2 separate regions of the Anser cygnoides genome follow, and region 2 is linked to region 1. Evidence: chromatin contacts called from public Hi-C data. All regions are on one chromosome and are shown on one strand. The core of a region is the stretch at or near the end of the contact, and the rest is flanking DNA. Distances in the headings are between cores, read along the strand shown. Region 1 overlaps USP48 (ubiquitin specific peptidase 48). Region 2 overlaps EIF4G3 (eukaryotic translation initiation factor 4 gamma 3).

Region 1 (5,133 bases), core at 2,261-4,760:
GTGGTTACAACATTGCCTAAAATAATCAGACCTGGCATACATAGAAATACCTGACAACACAAAGACCACCAAAAGGATTTGGACTGGCAAAATGAAGCCTTGAGGAAACCAAGTGTTCAGAGCAATTACATCCAGTGTTCCCATTTGCCATTTTTGCCAAAGCAATAGCTCCCACGAACCAGAGCCAGCTGCTTTCTGCCCACTGAAAGTGGCCCTGCACTGCACCGCCATTCCCACCAGCAGGCCCCACCTTGTAGGGATGCAGCAGGCTGCGATAGCTGCCTCGCCACTGTGTTCAGATGGCTGTTTATTTAGCTGTTTGGGTTCTCAGTTGGTGCAGTTTCTGTTAAATGAAATGGTGCCAGGAGGAGTGAGGACCAAGGGAGAGATCCGTACCTTTTTATTATCCACCACTTTATGGATGTAGATAGTTGCTTGGGTGTACTCACGCAAGTCCCGCTGCTGTTGGCATAACAGCCCTTCTCTGCATTCTGGACAGAGTTCTGGGGAGGCACAAAGGAAAACGCATTTAATTGCTTCAGCTCCTTGGAGACACTGAGTATACGCACCTGCCCAACGCCTCTCACCGCTAACCCAGAGCAGCTCACATAACGAGGGGCATCTGCCAAGCTCAGTGTTTACTGCGGCTGCTGCGGATCCCCTTAGATCTGACCCTTTATCCAAAAAGAGCCTTTTCCCAGGAAGTCAGCACCAATTAGCAACACAACAGAGCACAGACAGCAGTAAAAGATTCACTCACTGGGCTCAGAGGTGTAAAGTGCGCTCTCGGGGTCTGCCCCAGCAGCTTGTGTTCGGGTGATTTTGATGACATGATCCACGACAAACAGTTTTTGAATCCTCTCCCACTCGCTGGGCCATATTAGAGCTATACTGTGCAAAGAAACAAGAACGTGCTTTATGACATGGAAAAGCCAAGCCCCGAGCACGCAGTGAAAACAGTGCTGAGCTTCTGAACAGCCTCCCCTTTTCATTTTAGTCTGCGGGTGAAAGAAGGGCAGCAAAACCAATCCATAACCCCAGCTACATGAGAGGGCCTGTATGCCCAAGATAACAGGGAAGAGGAGTGTGTTATTAGTGACACTGTTATGCTCCAGTCATGCCCAGCACGCACAGCCGGAGGGAGGAAGGAGGAGGAGAGAAGTGGAAGATCTGCTACATTTTTAGTTCTGCATCACTGCAGAAGCAAGGCTATGGAGCATAAACTCCAGCCCAGCGTCCAGTGCTCCAGGGGTAAGTCTCACGGAAAGCAAATCTTAAAGGAAGCTACATGTTTCTAATGCCCCAGTCAGATTCAGGGTAGTTTATTGTTAGGAACTAGCCAAGCTTAAGTAAGCTCTTTTTTCCTGAGACAGCATCCTGTGACAATTTGGGTCTTGACCTATATGAAGATTTATACTAAGGTAGGCCTGAGAAAGCATCTGTGTTAATTTTGTTCAAGGGACGGCATTTGCTCCTCATGTTGCTGCAGCTCAGCAAGCCTCTGGGAATGCTCCCTGAGGCCCGTGAGAGACAACAGCACCCGGCAAAGGCAGATGAGTGAGCAGAAGAAACTCACAGTTTAGAGTCTTCTTTGGTCATGGAAGCATAGGTGAACATGAGGCCCCCATGGGGGCAGAGAAGAGCGCTGTTTCCTACCGAGGACACAGGGCTGCATCGCGTCGGCCTCCTGCTCAGGCAAAGAAAAGGAACAGTAAGTGGTTTGTAAGCGTGGTCAGGTTATTTCATGTGGAAGAAAAAAAATCACAAGTCTGCAGGCAGCTGAGAAGAGGAAATCACAGGTGAGTATTTACAGAAGGCATTCCAGTGGGGAATATTAAACTACCACCATCAAGGAAATCAGATCTGCGTTCCTGTGCGCTGCAAAATTACTCTCATACCTAGCGGAGATTTCCATCTCATACCACCAGCAGCCCATGGAAACGGGATTGAGTGGTGACCTTTGCCTAGGATACAGCTTCAGACAGATGAAAAAACTAATCAGGTTACTATCTAATCTGACCATCTGGTTAAGACACGGTAAACAAGGAAATTCAGTTTCTTACAATGTATTACAACTGCTATGAACACAGGGTCCAAGTCCTGCAAAATCAGCTTCCTTGTTTCCGCAAAGGCAAAACACAGGTAACTACACACACCAGGCAAACACTGATTCAAAAGGGAAATTGCTATCTGCAGCACACCCCCAAAAAAGCAGAAATTAAAAGCACCAAAAACCTCAAGCTGGTTACCTGACAAATTTCCTCCATTCTTCTACAAAGAACTGTGAAACAATATACAGCTCATCTGTCTCCTGGAAGACAAGAGAAAAAAAATAATAAAACAAATCTTCTGTTAATTAATCCAACAATAGAGAGGCAATGACTGTTCAGCTTTTTCTGCAGTGCTCATTCTTTTCGAGATCTCAGCGTTTTTACCATGACAACTCCATCCGAGCGCACTGGGAAAACCAAGTAAAATAATTTGAGATCAAGCACTAAGTACTTACATTACTAATCTCGTGTTTATTACAAAGTTAGTTTAGCTTTAGATCCAATTACCTTTAATTCATAGCAGGAAGCGGTCATTTTCCCTAGAGCAGCTAAAGCTCTCTGGCAGTGTTTCTGTCGCCGGGTACTCCTTCGTGTACTCAGCGTCTAGAGCAGACACATCTACGTACCCCCGTGGGGACGGGGTGAGAGACCATCCCATCCTGCCCTCCCTCTCCTCACCGAGCAAAATCCACGAGTGGTTGCTTTCAGCAATAGCACGCGCAGATTCAGAATCAGGGATGTGCACCCTCACAATGCAGCATTTTTGGGACAAACCATTTTTTTTTTTCCTGCCCCTAGTGATTTGCAATTATATAGTCTGCTGCTGGCAGCTCCCAGACAAGAAACCAAGGAGATCCTAAGAGCTGGGTGACAAAATGATTTCTGTGCTCACCTGTCTGCCTTCCCTAATGCAGATTTAAGGGCTCGCTCCATCTTTTCGCAGGAAAACTCCTGAGGTGCGCATGTGTAGATATAATTTTAATGTCCCTTCATATTTCCTAGATTAAACTGCTCCGATTTGGCTCTATTTTTTCTTTTTTTTTTCCTGGACCTCAACTGCTATGGGTCAGGAAACCTCACAAAGATTGTGAGCCCTGAATACTGCTGGTAGGACCTGACAGCTCTCCTTCGGAGGCTCAGCAGAGCATTGCCCATTTAGTCCCTCCTGGGTTCGGGAGCACAGATCCATGCTAATCTCAGTATTTATTCCTGGCCAGAGCTGCTGGTGGCCCCGAGAAGGGACCGGGAGCAGCAGGCTGCCCTCACACGTTGGAGCAACCGAGGCGGACACCTGCCAAAGCAGCTTGGCAGGATCTAAGAGTCAATCATTAATCAGCACTGCGAGACACCCAGGAGCCAAGGCGTGGAGCCCGGCCAGCAGCTTGTGCCATTTCTCTCAAACTGCCTCAAAGCCCCGACGGCTCTTAAGAAGGTCCTGGAGAGCCGCACGCCCGAACCAGAGAGAGGCCGGTACAACAGGTCCTGTGTGACTGCCGCTCCTATTTGCATGGCTTCAGCATTTAGGGCAGCCCCCCACACCCTCTGCCAGGCTCGAGACAGAAACGGGCAGTGGAGGAGCTGGGGCACACGTGAATTTTGTCCTACCATCAGCAAAAGCCCAGCGGGAAGGCAGACTAAGGGCGGTGGATAGCCCTCTCTCTCCACTGGCACGGCTGCACCACGTAGGTACTTCTAGGCACGGATATAACCACTGCAGAAATATTGTCCCTGCTTATCTAGCTGACTCCAGGCCAGCGACAGCTATATTGGCACACGAGCAATTCTCATGTATCTACAGCAGGGCTGTGTGCCAGCGCAGCTAATCGGGGGAAATCACACCTCGGCGCAGCGTACTTGCGAGCTCCACTGGCACAGGCAACCCCGGCACAAGCACGGTCTCACTCAGACCGAGAGAACGATCATCAGCCAGTGTCTCTCACAGTCAAAATTTCATAGGAGAGGGATAAAAACTTACAGAGTTGCTACCCATCTGCCACCACTCGTCTACAAAGAGATGGCACAGGATGCACAGGGCATGCCCAGCCTGCGCGCTCCCAGGCAGGCAGACAGGATGGCTCAGCTGGGGATGCTGCGCCCAGGGATACTGCTCCCAAAAAGCAAATTTTGGGCAAAGCAGCAGGGAATGCCAGCTTCCACCTGACAGCCTTCCCCCCAGGCCCCACTATCATTCCCCTTCCCCTACCTGAGGCCAGCTGCCCAGGCAAGGCCTGCATTTATCGTGAAACAGGTTCTGGAGGGAGGTCTTCTGCTCACTGGCCATCATCTTATGCAGAGCTTCATTTTCTTCTCCTTCACGCTCCAAAATCTGCATGAAACAGTTAGTTTGTGCTTCAGTTCCTCGCGGCTATTAAAAGGCGACATTGCTTTTCTCCGCTGCATTAGGTAGTGAAAACCAGAAACACGACCACGTATTTACAGTCAGCAAAAGGGTAACATTATTTGGGGTCAAATACCTTGCACTGGGAACAGCACTCTTTGTTATTTGGGAATTCAGGGGCCTTTGGAAAATATTGCTTGAGTTTCTTCCAGGCTTCCTTCGAAACCACCCTCCTTTCGTTTTCAGATATGCACAGGTCACCTGCACAGAGAGAGCCAAGAGAAGGGCTTTGCTCTTGACGTGCTCAGCAATGTTTTGCAGCCCTAACTAGATTTAAGAGATTACAGGGTATAAATGTGGGGGAAGATATTCATGCACTTATCAGGCAACACCATGTCAGCAGAAAGACCACAACTAATACACAAAGTCACCTTCAACTTCTTTATCGTTTCCTTGTTCAGGCAGGCAAAAATATAATATGACTTTAATTCACATAAATGTCCTTTAGGTCTCAGAGCCTGTGAACCAAGCAGCCAATCAAACACAAAGCAGGCTGAGGCAGTGACAGATGCCTGGAGAAGCAAGGACAAGCCAGAGAGGGCACCAGGCTAATGTTTTCTGATCTTGGCTATCTGGAGCTATGATTTCACAGTGACTCCACTTTTCAAACTGCAGACCAACCCTGTGTCCCACGAAACAGGAGCCAAGTGCTTTCTGTGTCCATGAAAAACAAAATTACCGCTG
Region 2 (5,002 bases), core at 2,058-4,557, 160 kb before region 1:
GCGTGCTCTTGCCATTTGCAGATAACAGCTCTGAAAACCTCAAGATGATCGGTCTTGCACAGGCAGAACGAGATCTGCTGGCTGAACCCTCGCAGTGGGGCGGACACGTCTCCGCACAGACGTTGTGCCGAGCATTCGGCAAAGGAACAGCAGCGAGAAGCGATTCCTGGTGTCACACAGCGCGTGCGGGACAGAACTGCAGTGCCCAGCGGTTCGATGTTCTGACGCCCATCAGCTCGACCCCATTTTATAGGGGATAAGCAGGACCAACTATGACAACAGGTCAACAACATCATTTTTTCTGTTTCTTTTTCTTTTTTCTCTTTTTTTTTTTTTTTTTTTTTAAATCAAGCCCTGAGCTACTCTGCCTTGCAGACCCGACCCTCACTGTCCCCAGATTATTACTACACTGCGAACAGCTTGAAACAGTGAGAAAGTTCCCATGGCCTCAACAACATGCGAAACAACCGAGAGCCAGGATCAGCTCACAGGGCTTATGGAACTTGTCGGTCATGCAAGCACTACCACAATTCAAGGGTCAGCTCGGTGAGTCTGCCGATTTCACTGTGGAGTAGAGCTAGAGATGTGATGAGCAGTCTACAGATGAACCAGCCGGTGTCAGGTATCGATACCCCTGAAATTGCTGTTGTCATGATGCAGCCTAATACAACTTAAGACATTAAGAGCAGACAGAATATTTTGTGTGAAATAGAAAAGAGAGCCAGGCACGCTCCAGTTTCAGCAAAGTACGATGAACACACCACCAGTGCCCCTGCAGAGATCCTTTGACCTTGGAAATCCAGTGGAAATCTAAGGCCAGTGCAAAAGAAAGAGCACAATTTCCTCAGATCACAAAAGGGTCAGCTCTGCTCAACTTGTCTCTTCCTACAAACACTACAAAATTTGTTTTCTTGGACTGTAAAAAAGAACTTCTGGATATTAGAGATGCCTCTGTGGTCTGAACATATTTGTTTGTATCTATATACAGAACTTGACAGAGAAAAAACAAAGTATTGTTTTTCTGATGGTTAGAGAGCAGAACAGCGTATTCTGTGAAGTGCCCAAACAAGCACGTAATTCCATCCAGCCCTGAAATGCTGCCACCTCCATCGCAAAACACGAGATACGTTTCCAGGTCTCAACACTGCTGCCCCAGACTCTTCAGAGGGGAGGTGGATTAACTTCGCGTCCAGGAACCCCCCAAGTTTTTCGGCAGGCTGGATTACAAACATGAAAAGCAGACATCTGTTGGGGCAGAGCAGCTAAGACGCTTGTTTTTGCAGAGTGCCAGGAGTATCTTAATAACTGTCCGCAGCCAGGTCATTGATTTAGTGCCTCTCGCAGCAGCCAGTGCTTCCTGCAGCCTGGAGCCCTCTGCGCCGTGCAGGACGGGTTCAATACTCACTCAATACCGAGTGCTGCCTCTTTCACTTCCTGCAGCAATTGGATTATTCTTAGAGGTCTCTGGTCTGAGTAGTGTCCCAGTCAAATCAGATCAGCTACCATTAAAGGGAATAAAGCAGTATGATTTGTAGCTAACAAACTGCTCTGTAATAAGCACACACTTCTGAAAACACCAAAGAAATATTGCTAAAAGTCACAGAGCTCGTGCTTACCAGCACGTGTTTGAGAAGTTTCCCTCATTCCAATTTCTATCTTATCTCCAGAGATCATAAAAAAAAAGACTCAGCCTCTAGTCCAAGGGAAAAAAAAATACAGCCCTTCCTCCTTGCTTCTGAAGTTCAGCGTCTGTATTTTCCAGTGTACTGGCAGAGACGTGTAATTCCTCATTCTGCCTAGAAGGATGCCTGCATTAGCAGTCACCTTCAGGTTACGTTATTTAAATTTCTCTTCCTCTCTCCAAGAAAGAATTGTAAAATTATTGCCCAAAAAAGGTTGGCAGGGAAATGCAATACAGTTATGCTTCATTACAGGATGGGCAAAGCACAAAATCCCGGCATGGAGAGTATTTTGCTTTCCTTCAAGTACAGAACTTCTCCTAGTAATCAGTCTTGAGTGATATGAGTGATATTTCATGTGACTTGAGAAATGTTTGTTTCCGTGTTGCAAAAGCCAATGTATTGGCTAATGCATGCTGTCTGGTCTAATGATATTAGAGCATTAAAATTAATCTTCTACATAATTAAAAACCCCAAACGCTGCACTTTTTTTTTTTTTTTAATTTAAACCACAGGACACTATAAAGCAAGCAATAACGTTGCAAGCTGGAACCTGGCTGTGTGAAACCTTCTTTACACAAAGAGGCCCATTTCTCTGCTTCGTAAGGAAATTAATTTGGGTTATGAAGTATTTCAGATTGAAGATCAGTAAGTGCGAGAGGAGCAAAATGACCCGAGTAAAATAGAAAGAGAAAAGAGATTAACAGAAAAAAAAAACCCAAACCACTATGCTTGGTATAGTGAAGGGATCTTTCTGATCTTTTCTAGGTACTGGATGCTATTTAAGATATGGGGTCAGCGCATTGATCCTGTGCAGCATTACACAAACATGGAGCCAGGCCAACCTCAGCTTTTCATTTAATTTAGCCCATAACGGAGCACAGTAACAGAAGCTATCGGTGCCATTATGCTTCCACCATGTGCTTATGAAAGAACAAACGTATAAACAAACGCGCGCAGACCGAACTTCTGAAGGCAAGAAGCTGCATCTGGGGGAAATGCTTCCCGAAGCAGCCACCGTGAGAGGAAGACCTCAAGGACCGAGCCACCCCGAGCTCGCCCGGCACAAGGCACAAACGTGCCCCGGCCTCGCCAAGTCCGCACGGGAGTCGCGCCTGCTCCGAGAACCGAATCCCTCCCTAAAACTGCAAGGCTGTAAGCGTTCAAAAGAACGAAATTACAGGAAAGCATTTTAAATGTCATTTTTTTTTAAAGAAAAGGCTACTGTTTCTCCTGCCTTTCTTGTCCAAACTCCATCAGTTTTAAATTCAAAGGATATTTAAATAAACAACCTCAGCTTCAGGGCTCTGAAAGGACTGCAGAACAGGGTGTGAAAGATGCGATACATTTAAATGGCTTAACACTGCTGGCATGCATAATAGCCACCATTATACTCTCTCAAGCAGCTAAATACAAGTAATTGATTGATTTAACCTCTTTTCCACAGTTTCATTTCCAGGAAGTCCTGAAAAAAAGCACTTTTCTATAGGAAATGCAGCAAATAAAAACAGGTTGTCTGAATTAACCCACTGAGCGCTAACACGGCGACGTGACAGGACACTGAAAGCAAAGACAAATAATGACATTGAGAGAAGTAGCCTACGTTTTAAAAGGCAACTAGAGAAACTTCACTTTTTAGTAACTCATAACAAGTCCTTATGCCTCCCAAACCTGTGTACCTTGGTTTTCTGAGAAGTTCAAGCACCGTGAAATGAGGCGAACAGCCGAGCCTAGCTAGGAGAAGGAGAGATTTTTGCTTACGTGTTACTTTTGTGGAAGAAAAACAGATGCATCATTAATTAAGGCTGAGCAGCTGTAGGTGTGTGACACTTAAAAGCTCTTTCAAATGACTGAAGCATTGTGGGCCGTTTCATTTACCTACTTCTGGTAACACCATGACACATTTTTGTAGTTGGATAAAACCAACCCCACAGGTTTCCAGAACCTGCTGGCTCAGAAGGTTCACCCAGAGGAGTTCAAGGGCTGAGTGTTAAAGCTGGTTTAGCAGCAGGCTGATAAATGTGAAGCAACAGGTCATCGAACCAACTGGCTGATCTTGGAGAGAACATGAGTGGTATCTTTTCAACTATCCTGCTAACAGTGCTTGGGAATGTTGCCCTATGACCCCATGAAAGCAAAATGCAGCTTACATGAACCCAGCCAACCCTAGGATGCACGTGCAAAGTTGGCTACCTCTTGATTATCATTTTTTTTTTTCCTCTACAAACAAAGATTAGCATTTTACATCAGAACAACGGTCATGTGGCAGAATCAGAATTTGGGGGCAGATACAAACAGAAACATCTGATAGAAAAATAACCCCAAAGGCCCCTTCGTCTGTAAGTTTACCGCACACAACCATGGTGCCAAACGCTTACCTGGGACAGGACTCTTGCTAGAGTTTAAACTCTGAGCCTCTGTATTCTCCTCCAGTTGCCCATCTGCTTCTGTCTCTTCCTTCGTTTCAGTATCTTTTACCTCTTCATTAAGAGTAGTTCTTGTGCTCTCCTCTCCTTCTAAATCTCCCTGAACAACAGGGAGGGCACTAGGAGATGGAAGAGGAGGTGGAGAAGGAGTTGTAGTGGTAACAGCAGCAGCAACAGAAATAGGAGGAGGAGGAGGAGGAGGGGTTGGAGGAGGGGTTGGAGGAGGAGAGGGAGCAGTGTGAGGAGCACTGGAAGCTGGCACACTTTCCACTTCCGCTGGAGGTGCTTCTGGTGTCTCCAACTCAGCAGTCAATGGCGCAACTTCCGGCTGGGCTACATCTACTACGCTCTCTGTAGCAGTTACTTTTTCACTAACTCCATTCAATTCATTAATTAGATTAGTACTAGCAGTCACTGGAATATCACTAGATGCTACACTACTAGGCTCCTTGCACACCTCAGCATCAGCCTCTTCTGCTGGCGAAGGGTCTGATGTGTCCGTGCAGGGTGTGGCATTAGATATAGGCATTGCCTCCTCTTTTGGGGAAGCGAGTTCACATCTCTCCTCTGAGTCAGCTGTGAATGCGGGTTTACTAGAAACGGTGACGACAGCAGCAGCAGGAACGACTGCGATGGGAGCGGCTGGGGTTGGCGACGGAGCAAGAGGAAGCTCTGGTGGGGTTTCCACTGGGGCGGCCTCGGTTGTCTGGCCAGCTTGATCTTTTTTCTCCACAGTAGGTTCTGGTCTGAGGACTGGAGAAGACGGTTTTAATACTGGATCTGGTTTTGGCTTCTCTTCTGGGAAAGAAAAAAAAAAGCCAGTGTTACAAACAGGTCAATTCCACTTTCCTTCGCGGTATCTAACCTCCTTCCCTTGGATCCCCTTGCCTGCCTTCT

What was found. A called contact is a pair of places that touch in the nucleus more often than the background predicts.
Region 2: a Hi-C map of liver shows a contact between it and region 1, with 2.7 times the contacts expected there. The contact joins two enhancer-like sites. A contact is called at or near these places in 2 of 7 Hi-C or Micro-C datasets (both in liver).

The regions. Positions count from the first base shown.
Region 1 is chr23:460,303-465,435 of Taihu_goose_T2T_genome, reverse strand. USP48 (ubiquitin specific peptidase 48) reads right to left here. Exons shown (of 26, transcript XM_066982003.1): 16 at 4,526-4,650; 17 at 4,255-4,377; 18 at 2,250-2,311; 19 at 1,577-1,687; 20 at 761-891; 21 at 397-503. Among named protein-coding and RNA genes, the nearest start is that of RAP1GAP, 10 kb to the left of the region's middle. Within about 2 kb of position 3,510, at least 1 of the 3 cell types and tissues checked has open chromatin away from gene starts, as enhancers often do. A contact at or near this core is called in liver, where this site is marked.
Region 2 is chr23:616,561-621,562 of Taihu_goose_T2T_genome, reverse strand. EIF4G3 (eukaryotic translation initiation factor 4 gamma 3) reads right to left here. Exons shown (of 36, transcript XM_066981963.1): 12 at 4,058-4,903. Among named protein-coding and RNA genes, the nearest start is that of HP1BP3, 58 kb to the left of the region's middle. Within about 2 kb of position 3,307, at least 2 of the 3 cell types and tissues checked have open chromatin away from gene starts, as enhancers often do. A contact at or near this core is called in liver, where this site is marked.